Regions from separate parts of the Mus musculus genome. Here regions 1, 3, 4, 5 and 6 are each linked to region 2. A link is a contact called in public Hi-C, HiChIP or PLAC-seq and Micro-C data. All regions are on one chromosome and are shown on one strand. Each heading gives the region's core, a stretch centred on a gene start, on an enhancer-like site or on the middle of the called end of the contact. The rest is flanking DNA. Distances are from core to core; before and after follow the strand shown.

The links. Hi-C and Micro-C count contacts between places; a contact is called where the count stands out from the background. HiChIP or PLAC-seq counts read pairs in DNA pulled down with a chosen protein or histone mark.
Region 1: a contact with region 2 is called in an H3K4me3 HiChIP or PLAC-seq map of embryonic stem cells, with 5 times the contacts expected there. The contact joins two enhancer-like sites. A contact is called at or near these places in 1 of 15 datasets of contacts at CTCF or cohesin (the NIH/3T3 cell line), 4 of 484 Hi-C or Micro-C datasets (cortical neurons and embryonic stem cells) and 6 of 115 datasets of contacts at active chromatin or transcription factors (craniofacial prominence, embryonic stem cells and large pre-B cells).
Region 3: a Micro-C map of the HL-1 cell line shows a contact between it and region 2, with 7 times the contacts expected there. The contact joins the promoter of Rhno1 here to the enhancer-like site in region 2. A contact is called at or near these places in 9 of 484 Hi-C or Micro-C datasets (CD4 T cells, the HL-1 cell line, the N1E-115 cell line and 6 more) and 3 of 115 datasets of contacts at active chromatin or transcription factors (bone marrow-derived macrophages, embryonic stem cells and pancreatic cancer cells).
Region 4: an H3K4me3 HiChIP or PLAC-seq map of pro-B cells shows a contact between it and region 2, with 4 times the contacts expected there. The contact joins two enhancer-like sites. A contact is called at or near these places in 1 of 15 datasets of contacts at CTCF or cohesin (the NIH/3T3 cell line), 3 of 115 datasets of contacts at active chromatin or transcription factors (bone marrow-derived macrophages, pancreatic cancer cells and pro-B cells) and 1 of 9 other capture datasets (embryonic trunk).
Region 5: a Micro-C map of embryonic stem cells shows a contact between it and region 2, with 4 times the contacts expected there. The contact joins two enhancer-like sites. A contact is called at or near these places in 16 of 484 Hi-C or Micro-C datasets (cortical neurons and embryonic stem cells) and 8 of 115 datasets of contacts at active chromatin or transcription factors (embryonic stem cells and large pre-B cells).
Region 6: a Hi-C map of cardiomyocytes shows a contact between it and region 2, with 3 times the contacts expected there. The contact joins the promoter of Clec2d here to the enhancer-like site in region 2. A contact is called at or near these places in 2 of 39 promoter capture datasets (the C10 cell line and pre-B cells), 2 of 15 datasets of contacts at CTCF or cohesin (the NIH/3T3 cell line and large pre-B cells), 8 of 484 Hi-C or Micro-C datasets (B cells, CD8 T cells, LSK cells and 5 more), 8 of 115 datasets of contacts at active chromatin or transcription factors (the 230-238 cell line, astrocytes, bone marrow-derived dendritic cells and 4 more) and 1 of 9 other capture datasets (adipose tissue).

What each region holds. Positions count from the first base shown.
Region 1 is chr6:128,459,338-128,462,276 of GRCm38.p6, reverse strand. The region is part of intron 2 of Gm10069 (predicted gene 10069); the gene reads right to left. Among named protein-coding and RNA genes, the nearest start is that of Gm10069, 22 kb to the right of the region's middle. Within about 2 kb of position 1,361, at least 18 of the 459 cell types and tissues checked have an H3K27ac peak or open chromatin away from gene starts, as enhancers often do. A contact at or near this core is called in embryonic stem cells, where this site is marked.
Region 2 is chr6:128,758,747-128,761,677 of GRCm38.p6, reverse strand. No RefSeq gene overlaps it. Among named protein-coding and RNA genes, the nearest start is that of Klrb1c, 28 kb to the left of the region's middle. Within about 2 kb of position 1,382, at least 357 of the 459 cell types and tissues checked have an H3K27ac peak or open chromatin away from gene starts, as enhancers often do. A contact at or near this core is called in B cells, CD8 T cells, the HL-1 cell line and 16 more, where this site is marked.
Region 3 is chr6:128,361,386-128,364,326 of GRCm38.p6, reverse strand. It overlaps Rhno1 (RAD9-HUS1-RAD1 interacting nuclear orphan 1), which reads left to right and starts at 1,416. Exons shown (of 3, transcript NM_001326585.1): 1 at 1,416-1,488. Foxm1 (forkhead box M1) reads right to left here and starts at 1,333. Exons shown (of 8, transcript NM_008021.4): 1 at 1,210-1,333.
Region 4 is chr6:129,209,306-129,212,430 of GRCm38.p6, reverse strand. All of the region lies in intron 2 of Gm38906 (a long non-coding RNA gene), which reads right to left. Among named protein-coding and RNA genes, the nearest start is that of Gm38906, 17 kb to the right of the region's middle. Within about 2 kb of position 1,865, at least 78 of the 459 cell types and tissues checked have an H3K27ac peak or open chromatin away from gene starts, as enhancers often do. A contact at or near this core is called in pro-B cells, where this site is marked.
Region 5 is chr6:128,478,120-128,481,357 of GRCm38.p6, reverse strand. The region is part of intron 2 of Gm10069 (predicted gene 10069); the gene reads right to left. Among named protein-coding and RNA genes, the nearest start is that of Gm10069, 41 kb to the right of the region's middle. Within about 2 kb of position 1,342, at least 73 of the 459 cell types and tissues checked have an H3K27ac peak or open chromatin away from gene starts, as enhancers often do. A contact at or near this core is called in embryonic stem cells, where this site is marked.
Region 6 is chr6:129,179,226-129,182,118 of GRCm38.p6, reverse strand. Clec2d (C-type lectin domain family 2, member d) reads right to left here and starts at 1,504. Exons shown (of 5, transcript NM_053109.3): 1 at 1,372-1,504. The coding sequence starts at 1,438.

The sequences.
Region 1 (2,939 bases), core at 112-2,611, 300 kb after region 2:
AAAGCCTACCACAGTGACACACTTACTTCAACAAGGCCATATTTCATATTAGTGCCACTCCCCCTGGGCCAAGTATTTAAATACATGAATCTATGGGAGCCATACCTAGTCAAACCACCACAAAGGAATTAGAAAGGGGGATGGAGGGTGAAGCTCATTGTATAAATGAAAAAAATTACTATATGAGTTGATTATGTAAATAAATAAAAATCCAAGAGTCATAAGCATGTAAATATAAAATCATTATTTAAAGATATAAAACTAATATTCATTGTACATGTATTAAACTATCTAAATAAGTAAGTACATATAACTTCACCTAGCTCCTTCCACTCTGTAACATGGACTGGAACAATATTATGTCTCAGGAGCAATTTTCTGCAGTACTTGTTTCTACTGTTGCAAGACTCCCAGGCAAAGCCAGCTTAAGGCAGAGAGGGTTTATATTATCTCACAGTTTGAGGCCACAATCCATCATGGAGGGGAACCCATGGTGTGGGGAGCTTGAGGTGGCTGGTCACACTGTGAACACAGCAGGAAGCATGGATGAATGGTAGTATTCATTACTTCCTCTTTGCTATTCATCCCAAGACTTCACAACCCACAGAATGATACCATACATAGGATGGGTCTTTCCACTTCAACTCAACCTAAACCTCTTCACAGACTTCCTTAGTAATTCTGGATCCTATAGAATGGTGGTGGTGCTCCAGGAGTCAAGAGGGAGAGGAGGATGGATCTGAGTTCAAATCCAGCCTCGTCTACAGAGTGAGGTCCACTCTGTAGGGCTACGCAAAGAAACCCTGTCTTGAAAAACAAAAGAAATGATCACACACTGGATGGTTTATAAACAATGACATATTAAGTTGCTGGTCCCGGCATGGCCTTGGTGTCAGAATGACATGGTTCCTGCTACTGGGACAGGGCTGGCAGACGTGGGCCTCCACAAGCGTCTGATGGTTGCCGCGTGCATAGGCTTCTTCCCAGGCAAAGCCAATCTGCATTCCTCCTTTAAGGAATGTCTTCCCTGTTAATTAATGTTAATGACTCCATGGAAATCAGAGTCGTGAGTCCAGGAGGCCAAAGTGTGGCCAATGTCTCAGCAAAACGGTAAACACTGGGACCTTCAGGACAGCCCTTAAAGCTGTGGGAAAGAACTCTAAAAACGCGATTTTTAAAATATATAATTTCTCAGCTATGCGAAAAAATAAGGATGCATGTGAATTATGAGGGGCTTCATGAATCTAAAAGAACAAAGGCAGCGGTATTAACGAGCCACCTTGTCAGAAAGATACAGAGGCAGGCAGATAAAAAGGCAGGCAGATTCCTGAGTTCAAGGTCAGCCTGAGGCTCAGGTGTGGTAGAAATGGTAATTTCAGGGCGGGGTCTCACCCAGCTAGTTTATTACCTGTGTTTAACAGAGGCAGGGAGATCTCTGAATTCTTTTGCAAAGTTAAAAGAAAATGTGTGCTTGCTGTTTCCCAGGAGTTAAGGGACTGGGGTCACTGGATGCTGATTCATAGGATAATCTAAAGGAAAACTGAAGTAAATGACTGGATCCATATGAAAAATAAAAGACTGGGCTTTTGATCTGCAGGAGATGAGCTATCCAGAGAATTTTTTAGAATATATAGAGAGAACTGCTTGGAGAACTGTCTCAAGCAGAACACAGTAAGAGAACTGCCTAGAGATCTCCAGAGAGAGCAGATCAGAGAGAAAGAGCAGATGGGGAGGGGGAGGGGGAGGGGGAGAGGGAGAGAGAATGCAGAACAGAGAAAAAAGCGGTTGGAAAGCTGCCTCCAGCAGAACACAGGCCAGGCCACCACCAGCTTGGACCCACGATTTGACTTTGAACCTTTTGTTTTTGCTGCTCCCTGACACCCCTTCTCTCAGAACCCCTCTCCAAGTCAAGACTGGTCCTTGGCATTAAGTTTCCACAGGTCTCAAGTCCAAAGTCAAATCAGATTTGATGTCCATTCCTGAGTGCTGTGTCTTCACAGAGCACCTAAAGCTTGCAGCTCTTCATCCCCTTACCTTGGGTGTTAGGAATCCCACTAGGAATTTCTGAAATCATAAACACTCAAGTTATCATACCACAAGCATTAGCCCGGCTTCTCCAGGATAACAGAAGCAGTTGGGTGCATGCATGCATGTGTACATGTGCGTGTATATGTGTATATAGTCTAACTTCTTCAGGTGAGGCTATCAGGCTGGAGAACACAGAGGATCGAATTTGTAGTTCATGAATACTGCTGGCTTTTACTTCTCTGTCAGACTTTGTCCTATTCAATGGCCCCCTTCATTTGCTTTACTTAAAATCAGCCAAATTTAGTGTTATACTCATTCAAAAACACCTTCCCAGAAAACAGGAAAAAAAATCAGACCAACTATCTGGGCACTGCAGCTTTGCCAAGCTGGCTGACAACATAACCAGCACATAGTTCCATCCCTCTATTCACCACATACACTCCCAATACACAGCCCATTTCAATTAATCTTGTAAATCCTACAACATAAGTAAATACTCTCGTTTTTAACTATGCAGAACCAATGATTCAGGATGATTTAATCTGAAAATGTACACATCTAGAATCTTGGGCCAGTCAGGGTGGCATACACCTTTAATTCCAGAACTTGGGGGACAGAGGCAGGCATATCTCTGTAGGTCAGCCTGGTCTACCTAATGAGTTCCAGGCCAGCCAGGGAACACTTGTCCTGGGGGAGGGGCATGTGAATCACTGCCAACTTCAGTGAAATAACACAGTCAGTTCTAAGCAAATAGAAACCAAACTCCCATCTCCCTCATTTCTCAAGGTGCTCAAAAACCAAGCCAGGTGCTCTGGAGTTCAAGACCACCCTGGAGAAACATAGTCAAACACCAGCTTTAATAATAAACATGGGAGGAGTGTGGGGGTCAGGGGGTGGGAGGAGAACCTGAT
Region 2 (2,931 bases), core at 133-2,632:
AAGGTACAGAGGAAAGAGAAGCATCTCATATTAAATACAATAAGTGGGATATACAGAGAAGGCCCCGGGGTGCAATGGTGCTCTTAGGATATGCTGTGTGTTAACTACTGACTCCACCAGGTCACAATCTCTTACCTGTGCTTTCAAAATGCCATCCTATGTTGAATCCGCCCAGGGATTTACCCATTCATTCCTTTAACCCCCTCAAAGTCTAATAATGTTCACCGGACACGTCCTCACAAACACTCACAGAGAAGTGTTTTACTAACATTTTAAGCATTTGAAGGCTTTTGGAGTTTTCCAGTTCATGCAACAAACACCAAAGTGAACCAACTGAAAAGCAGATGGCTCTTCCGGACTGTGGAAGAAAGATGAGGACAAATGGAAGGAAATGAATGAAAGAAACATCGGAGCACACAGGGTCACCAGCAGACACCCTGAGACCTTATCACACTCCCCTGCCCTCACCAGCACACTAGAGATCTAATTCTGCAGTCTCTTTACCTGGACCATTGTGTCTGCTTACCTAGAAAAAGCCCTGGGCACTGCAAGAGAGCGCAAGCCAAGGAGGAATACAGAGAATTCAGAGGAATGCACGCCTGAAGGTGCGGGAGTGTGTTTGCTGGGGTGACCGGCAGGGGGCGCGGGGCGAAAAGAGGCTTCGGGGCTCATGAGGTTGCGGTTCCCTAGAGTGAGGAGTGGCTGACGTTAGGCGGGAAGTGTGCGTGAGACTGGCGGAGAACCTCATGAGCCAGGTTGACGGTGCGGTTTGGGGCGAAGGCCTGCTGGGCGTTGTACCCTATAGTCTCCTCGTTGGAGAAAGCGGTGATGTCATAGAATACATAGCTAAGTAGAATCGGAGCAGCAGCAACGCTCGCCGGTTCTGGTGGCGCAGGCCGGTAGGATTTGCTGAAGGAGGCAGAGGCAGGAGGATCTGGAGTTCGAGGACAGCCTGGTCTACACATTTTTTTTCTTTAATTCCTAATTTTCTCCTGGAAAACATTCACCTTTTTTTTTTTTTTTTTTTCTAAGTTCAACACGAAGACAAATTCACGGCCACACGCCACCCCCAAACACATCTCTAGAACTGACACCATTCCGAGACCCAGTTTCCTCACAGACCCTCACGCCCACGCACCCAGATCGCATCCTTCGCGTCCTTCGGGCGCATAGGCACCAGTGCAGCTCACACGCTCTTGTCCACGCAGAGCTGCACACGCCCGACCCTCCTGTCTTCTCCCCACGCCACGCTTCCGTCCTGACACGACCCCCTTCTTCCAATCCATGTCCTCAGTTCTCCCGACCCTTCTGTTCCATTTTGCTAGTGTTACACGGGCGAAGCAGCGATCAGTAGTCGGCCGGCGAGAAATGGTCGCCGCCAAGAGTTCGGTTTTGTTTGTATTTGGTTTTGAGAGGAATTCGGGGAATGACGAAAGATCAATGGCAATGACGTACGGCCACGCCTTGTAGCTACATGAGCTCGAGAATGTGCCTCCTGGGCGGGCTGGAGAGATGGCTCAGCCGTTAAAGGCTAGGCTCACAACCAAAAATATAAGAGTTCGGTTCCCAGCACCCACGGCTGTCTCTCCAGCCACCTTTTTTGCCTTATATCACACACACACCGAGTGAGCATGCAAAATTAAAAAGTAATAGTTTTAAAAAAGGAAGAATAGAAAAACTAAATAAAACAAATAAATCCCGTCTCTCTTCCGTTGCCTTTAAGCAATGCAATCAATTTCAATTGATTTTTTTTTTTTAAATTTATTTACATTTCAAATGTTATCCCCTTACCTGGCTTCTTCCCCTTCTGGAAACCCCCTATTCCATCTCTCCTCCCCCTGTTTCTATGAGGGTATTCCTCCATCCACCCACCCACTCCTGCTTCCCTGCCCTCAATTCCCCTACATTGAGGCATCGATTGAACCTTCATAGGACCAAAGGCCTCTCCTCCCATTGATGCCTGATACATATGCAGCTGGAGCCATGTGGTGGTTTAGTCCCTGGGAGCTCTGGGGGTGGGAGGTGGGGGGGGTCTGGTTGGTTGATTTTATTGTTCTTCCTATGGGGTTGCAAACCCCTTCAGCTCCTTGAGTCCTTTCTCTAGCTCCTCCATTGGGAACCCTGAACTCAGTGCAACGGTTGGCTTCGAGCATCCACTTCTATATTTGTAAGGCTTTGGCAGGGCCTCTCAGGAGACAGCTATATCAAGCATCTCTTAGCATCCACAACAGTGTCAGTGTTTCGTGACAGTATCTGGGATGAATCCCCAGGTGGGACAGGCTCTGGATGGACTTTACTTCAGTTTCTGCTCTGCACTTTGTCTCCATATTTGCTCCTGTGAGCATTTTGTTCCCCTTCCAAGAAGGACCGAAGCACCCACACTTTGGTATTCCTTCTTCTTGAGCTTCATGTGGTCTGTGAATTGTATCTTGGGTATTCCAAGCTTTTGGGCTAATATCTACTTATCAGCGAGTGCATATCATGTGTGTTCTTTTGTGATTGGGTTACCTCAGTCAGGATGATATTTCTAGGTCCATCCATTTGCCTAAGAATTTCATGAATTTGTCATTTTTAATAGCTGAGTAGTACCATATTTTTTGTATCCATTCCTCTGTTGAGGGACATCTGGGTTCTTTCCAGCTTCTAGCTATTATACGTAAGGCTGCTATGAATATAGTGGAGCATGTGTCCTTATTCCATCTTGGAGCATCTTCTGGGTATATGACCAGGAGTGGTATAGCTGGGTTCTCAGGTAATACTGTGTCTAATTTTCTGAGGAACTGCCATACTGATTTCCAGAGTGGTTGTACCACCTTGCAATCCCACAAGCAATGGAGGAGTGTTCCACTTTTTTTTTTATTAGGTATTTTCCTCATTTACATTTCCAATGCTATCCCAAAAGTCCCCCATATCCCCCCCACCACCACTCCC
Region 3 (2,941 bases), core at 167-2,666, 400 kb after region 2:
CTTCCATTAACCACTGAGCCATCTCCCCAGCCCCATTACATTAATTTTTTTTTTAAAGTGTGTTTTTCTTCTTTCAAAATTTGCAAAGCATTTGCACAATGATATTTTGGTACCTGAAAGTAACTATATTTTAGTGGGATTTTTTTGTTTTTTGTTTTGTTTTGTTTTGTTTTTGAGACAGGGTTTCTCTGTGTAGCCCTGGTTGGTCTGCAACTCAGAAATCTGCCTGCCTCTGCCTCCCAAGTGCTGGGATTAAAGGCATGCGCCACCACTGCCTGGCAATATTTTAGTTTTGTGAGTATAATACTCTATATACCTTGATCTTCTGCTTCAAAAGTAAGATTGTAATACTGATCTCCTTCATACTAAGATGTGCCATCATTAATAAGCTTAAGGTGGCTTTTATATTTGAGACAGAATCGCCTGTAGTCCAGGCTGGCTTTGAACTGCTGAGCCTCTGGCCTCTAATTTTCTAGTTGCTGAGATTACAGTCACTCACCACTATGCCTGGCTATGCTAAAGTGGTTTTGAAACGCTAAGGAAGGAAGTCTTTAGAAAAAGCATTCCTATGGATTTTTTTATAGGTAGATAGAATAATTTATCATTAAGTTAAATCCTGTCACTTTTGCAATCCTGTGAGAAACAGAGAAAGCAGCTGTCGCTTTAGGACACCTGCCAAAGAAGGGATTACACTCTTTTGACGTTTGCCAGCTGCTTAAGAGTTCTCAGGTCCCTTCCACCCTGCAGCTCTCTTCATACTCCGTTCTCTCGACCTTCAAATCTCAGTTTTCGTTTTCCTTCCCATTGCACCCCACCCCAATCAGATGTTAGACACCCCCCCCCACCACCACAGGGGCTCTCTTTGACCAGCCTTTCCCTAACACTCCCAATATCTTCTAGCGGAAGGAGACTTGCAGAGCCACCCCACGACCCCATTATTCTCCACACTCAACAGGGAACCTTGCAACCAACACTCAGCCAGGATCCCGCCCTGCAGCGGTGGAGGCGGAGGCAGGGTTGACTGCAAATGCAGACTCCGAGGGCAGGCCTGTTCCCAGGGTCCGGGGATGCTCGGAGAACACGGCGGCGGCAAGGCCGAGGCCGGAGGCTCAGACCTTCTTCCCGGCGGTGCCCAACACCCCCTCGCGCCCCACAGCCCCGGCAGTGCCGACTCCGAGCCCTCCCTGGACCCGGCCGCACCCCACTCACCTCACAGGCCGCGTCTGCTCCACGCGGGGCCGAGCCGGGCCCGGGCGGCGGGTCCCGGCGGGACGGCCGGGGTGGGAGCCCGGGGCGGGGTGACGGGGGAGCCCGGGCCGGGGGTGGGTCCCGCAGCGCCGCTTTCAGTTGTTCCGCTGTTTGAAATTGGCGCCGGCGGAGCGTTGCGGTCACGTGACGGAGCGTCGCCAATCGGCACCGGCTTGTCTCCGGGTTCCGGCCCCGAACGCTCGGTGTCCTGAGGAGCGGCGGCCGCGGCCGGGAGGGCGGGTAAGGCGGCCCCGGCGGGGCTCGAGGGGCGGCGGGAGGGACGCGGGGACGCGCGGACGGCGGCCAGCAGCCTGCTCCGCCCCGCCCCGGACCGCCCTGCCTCAGTGGTCGACTTCCTTCCGGGACAGCGTACGCCACTTCCCCGGGCTGGCTACCCACTCGGTTACCCCTGGGTCCCCCGCCCCGCTCAGTCCACGCGGCTCCGTGGGGTCCGGCTTGGGTTTCTGGCCCTAGACTTGCGGTTACGTGGCTCCGCCCCGCTCCGGTCTGTGGCCGCCTCCTCCCGGGCCCCAGCCCCCGAGGTGTCCGGACGATCGTTTATTCCCTCGAAGTACTTTACGATAAGAGCGGAGGATACAGCGGCGGACCCGGGCGTCCTCCCCCTGGCCTCAGCGTCTGATGGCGAGGGAGCACAGAATGAGATGAACAGATCGGTAGAATTCTAGCTACAGAGGAACAAGTTAGAGGCCGGTGGGTTTTGTCTGACACAAGGTTGTGTAGAATTCTGGATCCTCGTGTTTCCGCCTTCGGAGTAGCCGGGGTCACTGGCTCGCCCTCCCGCAGCCTCCTGTGATAACTTTGTTTATTTTAATGAGATCTTGACTTAGGACAGTAAAGCCGTTCTTTCTTTCTTTCCTTTTTTTTTTTTTAAAGGAGCTGAGAACGCGGTGTAAGATCTGTTACCCATTACACAGAAGAGAGGGAAACCCTGAAGTAAATAGAGAAGGGAGAGCTGCTTTGACCGGGAGGAGGCCTGCTGAATACAAAGGCCTAAGATGTAGTGAGTGTGGTATGCTATGAGACAGGAGGCAGGGTCTTCGCCTTTCTGAATTTTGTTCTTATTTAATATTTGAAGGAACCCGGTTAGAAGTTGTAAGCAGCTAGGTATGTGGCACGTACCAATAATCCTGGTGTGAGACAAAAGGGCCTCACATTAGTCTAGTCTGGGCTACATAATAAGACTGTGTTTGAAGAGTGAGCAGAGTGTGGTGGTGCACACCTTTAATTCCAGCACCCAGGAGGCAGAGGCAGGCAGATCTCTGAATTCCAGGCCAGCCAGGTCTACATTGCCAGCCCCAGGCTAGCCAAGGCTACATAACAAGACTCTATCTCAAAGATTAATAAAAATAGGCAAAGGCTGAGCAGAAACGAGCCAAAACCTGACTTCGATTTTGTTTGGGTAAGAGATTATATAGCTAAAACTGAGATGGGATGTGGCCCTATTTCCTATTTCATGGATTGTGGATTGATTGACTAAAAGCAAACTGAGCCGGAGAATTCACCTGCTTCCTGTCTGCTAAGGTGATGTGCCCAGCTGCTGTCAAGTTCCCGCTGCTGAGACTCCTCAACACTGTACCCTGGATCTGTGAGCCAGAGCAGGCCCTTCTTTCCTTAACTTGCCTTCCCAGTGGGGCCAGCCTGTGATCCCATCATGTGGGAGGTGGAGACTACA
Region 4 (3,125 bases), core at 616-3,115, 450 kb before region 2:
TGTCAGGGTTGGGCTGGAGAAGAGCCCAAGCCTGAGCTTGTAATAAAGGGACCCTAATATTATTACATTGGAGATGGCTCCTTAGTGGTCTTTTGGGGTTCACAAATGCTTCCTGGCACAATAGACCACAACAATGCTAACTAAAAATCATTTAATTAGGACTGATTTACATTTTTAGAGGTTTAATCCATGTCATCATGACAAGGAACATGGAGACATGCACCAAAAATGGTGCTGGAGAATTGAGAAATCTACATCTGGATCTGCAGGCAGCAGAAAAAGCCACTGAGCCCAGCTTGGGCTTCTGAACCCCAATGCCCACCTCCAGTAACACACTTCTCTAAGAAGACCACACCCACTCCAACAAGACCACACCTCCTAATCCCTCTCAAGGATTGCCACTCCCTAGTGACCAAGAATTCAAATAGATGAGCCTACAGGGGCCATTTTTATTCAAACCACCACAGTTAGTTATTTTCTATGCTGCAAGTAAGTTATCAGTTTGTTGTATATAACTTGGGGGTATTATTCTGTTAGCAGTCAAGACTTATTAAAAAGTCTGACCAACCAATATGAAATATTGTTGTAGGTGTGGACCAGAGTCCATAGGACATCTGCTGACAGTCTTGTCTTGTCTTGTCTTGTCTTGTCTTGTCTTGTCTTGTCTTGTCTTGTCTTTCCTTTCCTTTCCTTTCCTTTCCTTTCCTTTCCTTTCCTTTCCTTTCCTTTCCTTTTCTTTTCTTTTCTTGTTTTTTTTTTTTTTTTTTTGTCCTAAACAGAAGTGGACTGTGAGCACATGGATAGTGAGTGATAGAAACTGAGACGATTTATTAAAGAAGAGAAAGTCACTCTGGAAAATGGAAGTGATCTAGAGAACTAAGGAGGGGGAAGCCTGAGGCTGAAAACTCTTGCCCCAGAGCCATGACACTTATAGGTCATTTATATATAGCACCACCTTCCCCTGAGACTCCCCAGGCTTTTCTTTCCCATGCTTTATTCTGTAGCCCCAAATTAGTTTCTACTCTTTTTTTTCCCAACTAGCTTATTTCATATGTTAATCAGATGACTCACTCCACCCCAGTCTTCTCCAATGGTATCACTGTCTTCTGGGAGATGTACATTTCACAGAATCCTTGAGGATAACCCTCTATTATTGCAATTCATTCCTATCAATGGTAACCACCAAAAAAAGTGGGGAATATATACTTAAGTGTTCCCTCAAAAACACCTTATGGCCAAGGAAGGCAAATAATAAAACTAACTTAAGAAACTTAAAACTCTTCATTCTCCCATAGGGGGGAAAATATATATATGTGTATGTATATATGTGTATATATAATTTATATATTGATATAATATATATTGTTTTATATACATAACTATATATAACTATATATATAGTTATATATATATAAAACTATATATATATATATATAAAACAATAACAACCCAACAACCCAGTTTAGGGTTACACAAAAAAAAAATCTACACTTGAATGTATAATATATGTTGAGGTGTCATCAGTGGAAGGTAAAGGGAGCATGATAGAAGGTAAAGGAGCTTGATAGAAGGGTGGATCCCAACAAAGCACAATGATCTACATCCATAGAAATCTACATGCATGAAATGCCATAATTTATCTCATTATTTTGTGAGCTAACTAAAGAAGATAATTAAGATAAAAGAGATTAAGTTCATGATATTTTGAAACGCCATACTTCACGACTACCGAGCTAGCATAAAAAACAAAGAAGGTTATTTTCAAAGGGATGGAAAATTTGAGTTATCTGTAATGCAGTTGCTATACCACAGCGTCTTATCACATCTACTAAACAGGAAAAGAAAAAAAACCCAACATCCTTGTTTGTAATGTGGTAACCAGCCCCATGGCTGCCTGAAGGCTCATCTGTTTCTTTAACTCAGACAGCTCTTGTCTGGCTTGCTATTTTCTTTTGAGAATATAGTGATTACTATCTTTCCAGACAAAATGTCTTTCTTGCCACCCTCTTTCTTTCCTGCAACTTCTCTTGCTCCTTTTAGATTCATTCATCTTTGTCCTACCATTTTGTATATTGTCTCCTGTCTTGGCTCCTTGTGCTTCAGCCTGATGGCTACTCTTTATCAGCATGGCACCAATATCATATCAATACTCCTTTCTGCAGGGACCAATCTGATTTGAAACCCATTGCTATCAATTCTTACACTTTTTTTTTTTTTTAATTTTTAGGCTTCTGTAACAAGTGCCCAGACCTTGGCACAACTGACTCCATGATTGAAGTACCATTCAGGCCATTAAACTCAGCACATAGATGGTACCACCTGCCAAAATGAAAACAAAGACCTGATCCATCAAAGTCCATAGTGATGGAAATGCCCCTAAATGACTAACCTTGCTCTTTTTTACTTCTTTAATTCTGCTTCTGACTAAATGTGCTTGTTAACTGAAGTGTGTCAACCCGGGATTTTTTTTTTTTCATAAAGGCTTGGTGGTACACTGGGATCCTGAATACCAAGTATGCTCTCCAGCCAGCTGATAAAGATTTCTATTGGCTTAAATTTTAATCCAGGCAGTGTTCTCTGTTGGATACCCCACAATAATTTCCATTAGCTTTTATGTAGAAATTCTACTTCTCCAAAGAAACCCTGTCTCGAAAAAAAAATTTTTAATTAAATAAATAAATTCTACTTCTCTGGTGGACCTTCATAGGAGCTGATGCCAGGAGTAACTTAGACACTCCTTTCCCCTGCATCCAGGGTCCTGACCCTTGGGCCAGCTCAATGCTTAATGGTTCTAAAATACAACAAAATAGGCAATCAACATTGTATTGACTGGCAGCTCACAGCTTCTTACCCCTGTGACAGAAAAATAAAATAAAAATTAAAAATCCCCAAACAGAAAGCCAGGTTAATGGACAACCCACCACTGAGACACCTTCTTTTGAGACAACATAAAACTTCAGCTTACTGTTAGCCACTCACTGCACTCCAGACATAGTAATGACACATTTCAGTAAATGTTCTAATTTAGCCAATGAAGCTGAGACTAATAGTTTCGCCTTCCAGATGAGCTTTTGGGCAAGAGGTTAATATGTCTAAGTTCCCCGAAAGTGGAAGAAGATATAGTC
Region 5 (3,238 bases), core at 93-2,592, 280 kb after region 2:
GAGTGGGTAACGGGCAGTACTGCCTTCAAATCATGGACACCTGAGAGCTAGGAAGAAATGAATCCCATTGTGGTCTGGGAAGAGATTCGGATGTCGGTGTCAGGCTTGCCACACTTCATGGTCTTCAGAAGCCAAGCTGAGTCCCAGGCACATGCTGGCCTCAAGAATGCCTTTTCGTAACAGTTATCAGCTGTCACCTCCCATCTCGAACTGAGGGTACAGAGTGTGGCACGGCAAAGTTCATTCCAGATCCTCTGTGTTCACAAACTGACATGTCAACTTTTCCGTGCTGTTCAGTGTCTGAAAACAAGCTGACTCAGTGGAGTCCCCTACAGAGAGCGGACCACAGAGGAAACCTGTTCAAATGCCCTACAGTACTTGTCTGAGCCAACATAAAGAAGGCAAGTACTGAAAATAAAGATAATTATTGCCTTCAAATCCCAGACAGCTCTGCGACAAGGCTGGGAGTACGTCCCCACCATGGTGCCATATTTGACTATGCCATCTTTGAGATCCCACTTGGGAGACCACAGTGCCTAGGGTGATCCAGGCCAGTCTCATCCAGGCTCTATTTACACAGCTGCCTCCTTCCGCAGATCTCTCTTCTCTGCTGTGAAGTCTGATAAATCAGAGACAGTCTCTCTAATAAAGACAAACCCAATAGTTCAACAGCTACTAGGGGCCTGCATGTCTAAAGGAGAGTGGGAGGTGGGGGGGAAGAAGAGGACATGGTCACCAGCATGTGTTGCCACAGCCAGTGACAAAGGCTCTTCTTTTTTGCTCTTTTTTTTTTTTAAAGATTCATTTTATTTATATGAGTACACTGTAGAAGAGGGCATCGGATCTCATTACAGATGGTTGTGAGCCACCATGTGGTTGCTGGGAATTGAACTCAGGACCTTTGAAAGAGCAGTCAGTGCCCTTAACTGCTGAGCCATCTCTCCAGCCCCGACAAAGGCTCTTCTGTCCTGCAGTTGCTAGGACAACTAGCCTCTGCCATTGAGTTTCCATTTAAAGGGATGATGGGTTCACTGGTGTCTGTCATGCAGGATGCCAGAAACACACAGCAGGAGTCTGCTCCTCCTGGCACCGTGCAGTGCTAGCCCTCGTGGGCATTGGCCCGCTGCGGCCCGCTGTGGCCCGCTGTAAGCCTTGCCATCCCTGGAGCCCTGCAGACCTGTAGATAAGACGGGGGCTAAAACTTTGAGGAGACCCTTCCTCACACCGTGTCCCATCGTTTGCCTGTCTGCTGGGGGGGAGGGGCTGGGGAGGGGTGGTTCCTGAAGGAACCGCAAACCAAGAAACGTCCTCCCAGGTGCACCCCTGCTGTGGGCCTTTCCTGTCATCCACGCGGGCAGCCAGCAGGGGGGGCAAGAGCCATTCTGTTTTCCTATCCCTGACTCCCTCCCCCTCGACCTAGAGGAAATCAGCCGCAAGGGGGAGCTAGAGGGAGACGGCTGTCCTCAGCACAGAGTCTTTGCAGGAGATTCAATTCATATCGGAAACACAGAGCCCTGACAAATTTATAATAGACCAGTTCCTTCCTCCTTCCCTGACTTCTCAGCCCGGAGCTGATCTTCATTTCACCGAATGTCTAGATTATCTCACTTTCTCCTTAAGGAAGCTGGTAGTGGGAGAGAGGGAGGGAGGAAGAGGGGGGTCAGGGGCAGGAGGAAGACCTACTCTCTGGAATTCGTTGCAAAAAATGTGAATGAAAGCCGGGCGTGGTGGCACACGCCTTTAATCCCAGCACAGTGGGAGAGAGGGAGGGAGGAAGAGGGGGAGGCAGAGGCAGGAGGATTTCTGAGTTCGAGGACTGCCTGGTCTACAAAGTGAGTTCCAGGACAGCCAGGGCTATACAGAGAAACCCTGTCTCGAAAAACAAAAACAAACAAACAAAAAAAAAAAAAGTGTGAATGACGCTTAAGGATGAAGAGGGAGGTTTCAATTTGATAGCTGTAGCGGTACGTAGGGTGCTGGGGCATTCCCCGGGATCTTCTCTCTGTATTCATGCGTTTGTTTAAAATGTCTTTGCTAGAATTAAAAAGCAGTAACCCAAGTCCTCAGGACCCGGTGAAGTATTGTCTGTGCTGAGGTACCATGGATGCAGGCTACAGCTTCAAATAAAACCTCCAGTGAACGAGCTCTGTAGCATTAAACAAGACGTCTTTTTCAGTACCCAGTCCCTCCTCTGCCCTGCTTTAAACCCTCTAACCTACACTCCGGGCAAAAATGGGTGAGAATCACGTTAGTATGTGGCTGCTTCAGTTACATGCATGGGCTGGGGGGGGTGGGGGGGGGCAGGGGGCTTGGTACACTGATGGTGTGCAAAGGAAGGGACAGTCACTGAAGACTCTGCCTCTCACCTGAGACAGGACAGTGGCGACCCAAAGTCAAGGAGAGATTCTCAGACATGACTTGAAGAAAGACTTCCCCCTTCCCCACCCCAGAAATCACTACTCAGCCACCCTCTGCTTCAGCTGGGTGAAGACCCTGGGAATTTCCTGTCACCCTGAAGCCTCAAGTGGAGTCACCTGAGGCCAGTGAGTCCGATGGCCTAGGCCCCTCAACTGTCCACCACCCATTGGCCAATTACACAGTTTTGTATCTGACTTTGTTTTTACGGTTTTTATTTGTCTGTTTGTTTTTGTATTCTTTGTTCTAAACACGATTCCTCCAAATTGAGTTAGCATCACTTCCTCAAAACACTACTGTTTAGCTTTAGGGTGGGAAAGGAAAAGAGGTTCAACCAGTGTTTTAACAGCAGCAACAGGGCCTCAGGTGGCACAGCGGGGTCTCTGAGGTACCTCAAAGCAAGCAGAGCAGGGTGTCTGCTGTTTAAGGTTTCAGACAGAAGGGAAGAAAAGTAGGCTTAGTTAATATGTGGCCTATGCTGCATGGCCAAGGTAGGGGAATAGGTCATACTTGGGTTAAATGACAGGGGTCGTCGATCTGTCTGGGTAAGGGGGTGAGGCCTAGTTAATGTGTGAGCCATTTCCGGGACAGTAGTCAGGCAGATCCTGCCACTCATCCCTGTGTAGCGGGGTGGGGGAACCTCCGTGTGTCCTTGCTCTCTTTGTAATCTTCTCTGCTTATGGCCTGGTAAACTGGAAGACTTGGGGTCTCAAGTCAGGAAGCAGTCGGCTTCCGGCTGAATTAGGGCGTCATTGGGTTAGAAGGTCTCCTTGTTTGGTAGTGGGTAGTCAGGAGACAGTCCTTGGGTCAGAGACACCATGGT
Region 6 (2,893 bases), core at 255-2,754, 420 kb before region 2:
TAAATTCGAATGTGTTCCATAGCACAATTTGAACATAACTTTCCTGTCTTTATTTAAAAGTAATGTTGGAAATGATCTCTCAAAAAACCCAAAGAAATGAAGTATTGCTGGCCTGGTTTTTAGCTTACTTAAAAACTGTTTCAATGATAAAACAAGCTACTGCTTCAAAGGAGTGAAGTTGTGTAATGCCTGCAGCTAGTTATACAACAGCTGCACTTGAGACAGGAGCTCCACATTCACAAGACAGGCTTCAAAATGCCTGCAGCTAGCTATGCAACAGCTGCACTTGAGACAGAAGCTCCACATTCTCAGGAAATGTTTCCAATGGCTAAATATTTGTGTATTTGATTTTAAAAAGTCAACCCTGCTGAGGCAGAGGGAGCAGGAGTTCCAGGCCAGCTTGGGGTAAAGTATGAGACTTTGCCAAAGAATCAATCAATCAATCAATCAGTCAGTCAGTCATCATCATCCTCAGTAATAATAATTTATTATAATTTATTATTATTATTATTATTATTATTATTTCAGAATACTTGGTTTAAGTGATAAACATTAGCATTTGTTGGGAATTTTGTATTTTGATAGATGTCAATCTTACTTTCTCAAAATTCAGTAGTCTTTCCACAAATTAAAAAAAAAAAAATTAATGTGAAGAAACAGGAATGAGGGGGAAAAGGAAAATAAAGGAACACAATATAATGGAGCATAGACAGTTTGAAACACAAGAAACACAATTTTGCTTCCTTTCTGAAGAATTAAGTAGGAAACCCCATTATATTCTTTTTCTGTAACTTATCAAGAGCTCAAAACAGAAAGGATTTGGTCCTGAGTAGGTTCAGCGCCCCCCACCCCCACCCCACCCCAAGCCACCCCCTTACAATTCTATTTTAATTACAATGGATCTGCAAAACACAAGCTCCAAGCTTCCCAGGCAACTTCTGCCACTATGCACATTGCAAAGCTGTTGTCTGAGTTTCCTTCACTCAGGGACTTAAAGCAAACGTTTACTACAGCAATTTGATGTAATCCACCAGACTGTAACTTACCAGATCCCTGGGAAGAGTGGACTAGCAAGCTAAGTACAAAGCGAGAACGCTGTGGCTACAGCTCTGGCAGTTAGAAGGTGACTCGCTGCTCATTTCTCTTGCCTGAGAACTATTCGAGTATTGTATGCTCCGATAGAATAACTAATGTAACAACCTCATAGCTAATCCCGACTGCATTCTCCTGCTCTGCAGACCCACAGTGACGGGCTCACAGACGCCCTTCTGTTCTTAATCTTTTGTTCAAGGTTCAACTCTTTTGCCTTCCTGCCCTGTTTGAAACTCCTCTCTGCCCCTCCCATTGGTTCAAATACTATTGAATACTTACCCACTTCTACCTCCTGCGGGCTGCCTGTGGGACTAAGCATAGGTAGGGAAGCCTTTGTGACACACATCTCAGAGCTGAGGAGCTGAGTTTCCACTACAGGATTGAAACTTGAAAGCTGAGAGGCACAAATACGTGGGGAGGTTTCAGTATTTAGCTAATCCTGTAGCTCCTCCTTTCTGTACATACACACACGCTTGGTTGGCTCAGGGCCTAACAAAATCTCATTGGGAAACGCATTTCAAGGTCAGGAGCCACACTGGCGCCATCTGGAGACTGACTTTCCTGTTTGCTTCTGGTTTACTTTGTGTTTCGTTTCTCTTTCAGCACACTCTGATTTAGAAACATAATTCAAGCTGACCTTACTGAGGTCACAGGGATTTTCTTTTTTTTTTTTTTTTAATATTTTTTATTAGGTATTTTCCTCATTTACATTTCCAATGCTATTCCAAAAGTCCCCCATACCCTCCCCCCCCCACTCCCCTGCCCACCCATTCCCACTTTTGGCCCTGGCGTTCTCCTGTACTGGGGCATATAAAGTTTGCAAGTCCAATGGGCCTCTCTTTACAGTGATGGCCGACTAGGCCATCTTTTGATACATATGCAGCTAGAGTCAAGAGCTCTGGGGTACTGGTTAGTTCATAATGATGTTCCACCTATAGGGTTGCAGATCCCTTTAGCTCCCTGGGTACTTTCTCTAGCTCCTTCATTGGGGACTTTGTGCTCTGTCCAATGAATGACTGTGAGCATCTACTTCTGTATCTGCCAGGCACTGACAAAGGCCCTCAGGAGACAGCTATAGCAGGCTCTTGTTGGCATCTGCCTAGTGTCTGGGTTTGGTGGTTGTTTATGGAATGGATCCCCAAGTGGGGCAGTCTCTGGCAGTCTCTTCCTTCAGGCTCTGCTCCAAACTTTGTCTCTGTAACTCCTTCCATGGGTATTTTGTTCCCCCTTCTAAAAAGGATTCTGAGCTTCTGGGCTAATGTCCACTTACCAGTGAGTGCATATCATGTGTGTTCTTTCCTGATTGGGTTACCTTACTCAAGATGATATCCTCCAGATCCATCCATTTGTCTAAGAATTTCATGAATTCATTGTTTTTAACAGCTTTGAACCTCTTACCCTTTCTTATCACAGGCCTGCAACAGTTCTGGGAAACAGAGAACCCTGGGGAGATCAAAAAAACCAAACAGATTTTACTGCGTAATAAATATTTATATCCAATAGTCACATTCAACTATTTGAAACACTGGAGAGTTACCCATTTGGCCCATTAAAAAACTACTTTATTTCTTGAGCGGGGCATATCTATGCCACAGCATATGTGTAGGAGTCTGTCCTCTCCTGCTGCCCTGTTCTCCTGTGATCCAGGCCAGATGGTCAGGATTATGTGGCAAGAGCTTTTAAGCCCTGAGTCCATCTCCTTTGAAAAAATACAACTGTAACTTACTTATTAATTTGTCTTGGTTAAAGTTTTGAAAGAAAGCTGTCAACTCTTTTTTTTATTACATATTTTCCTCAATTA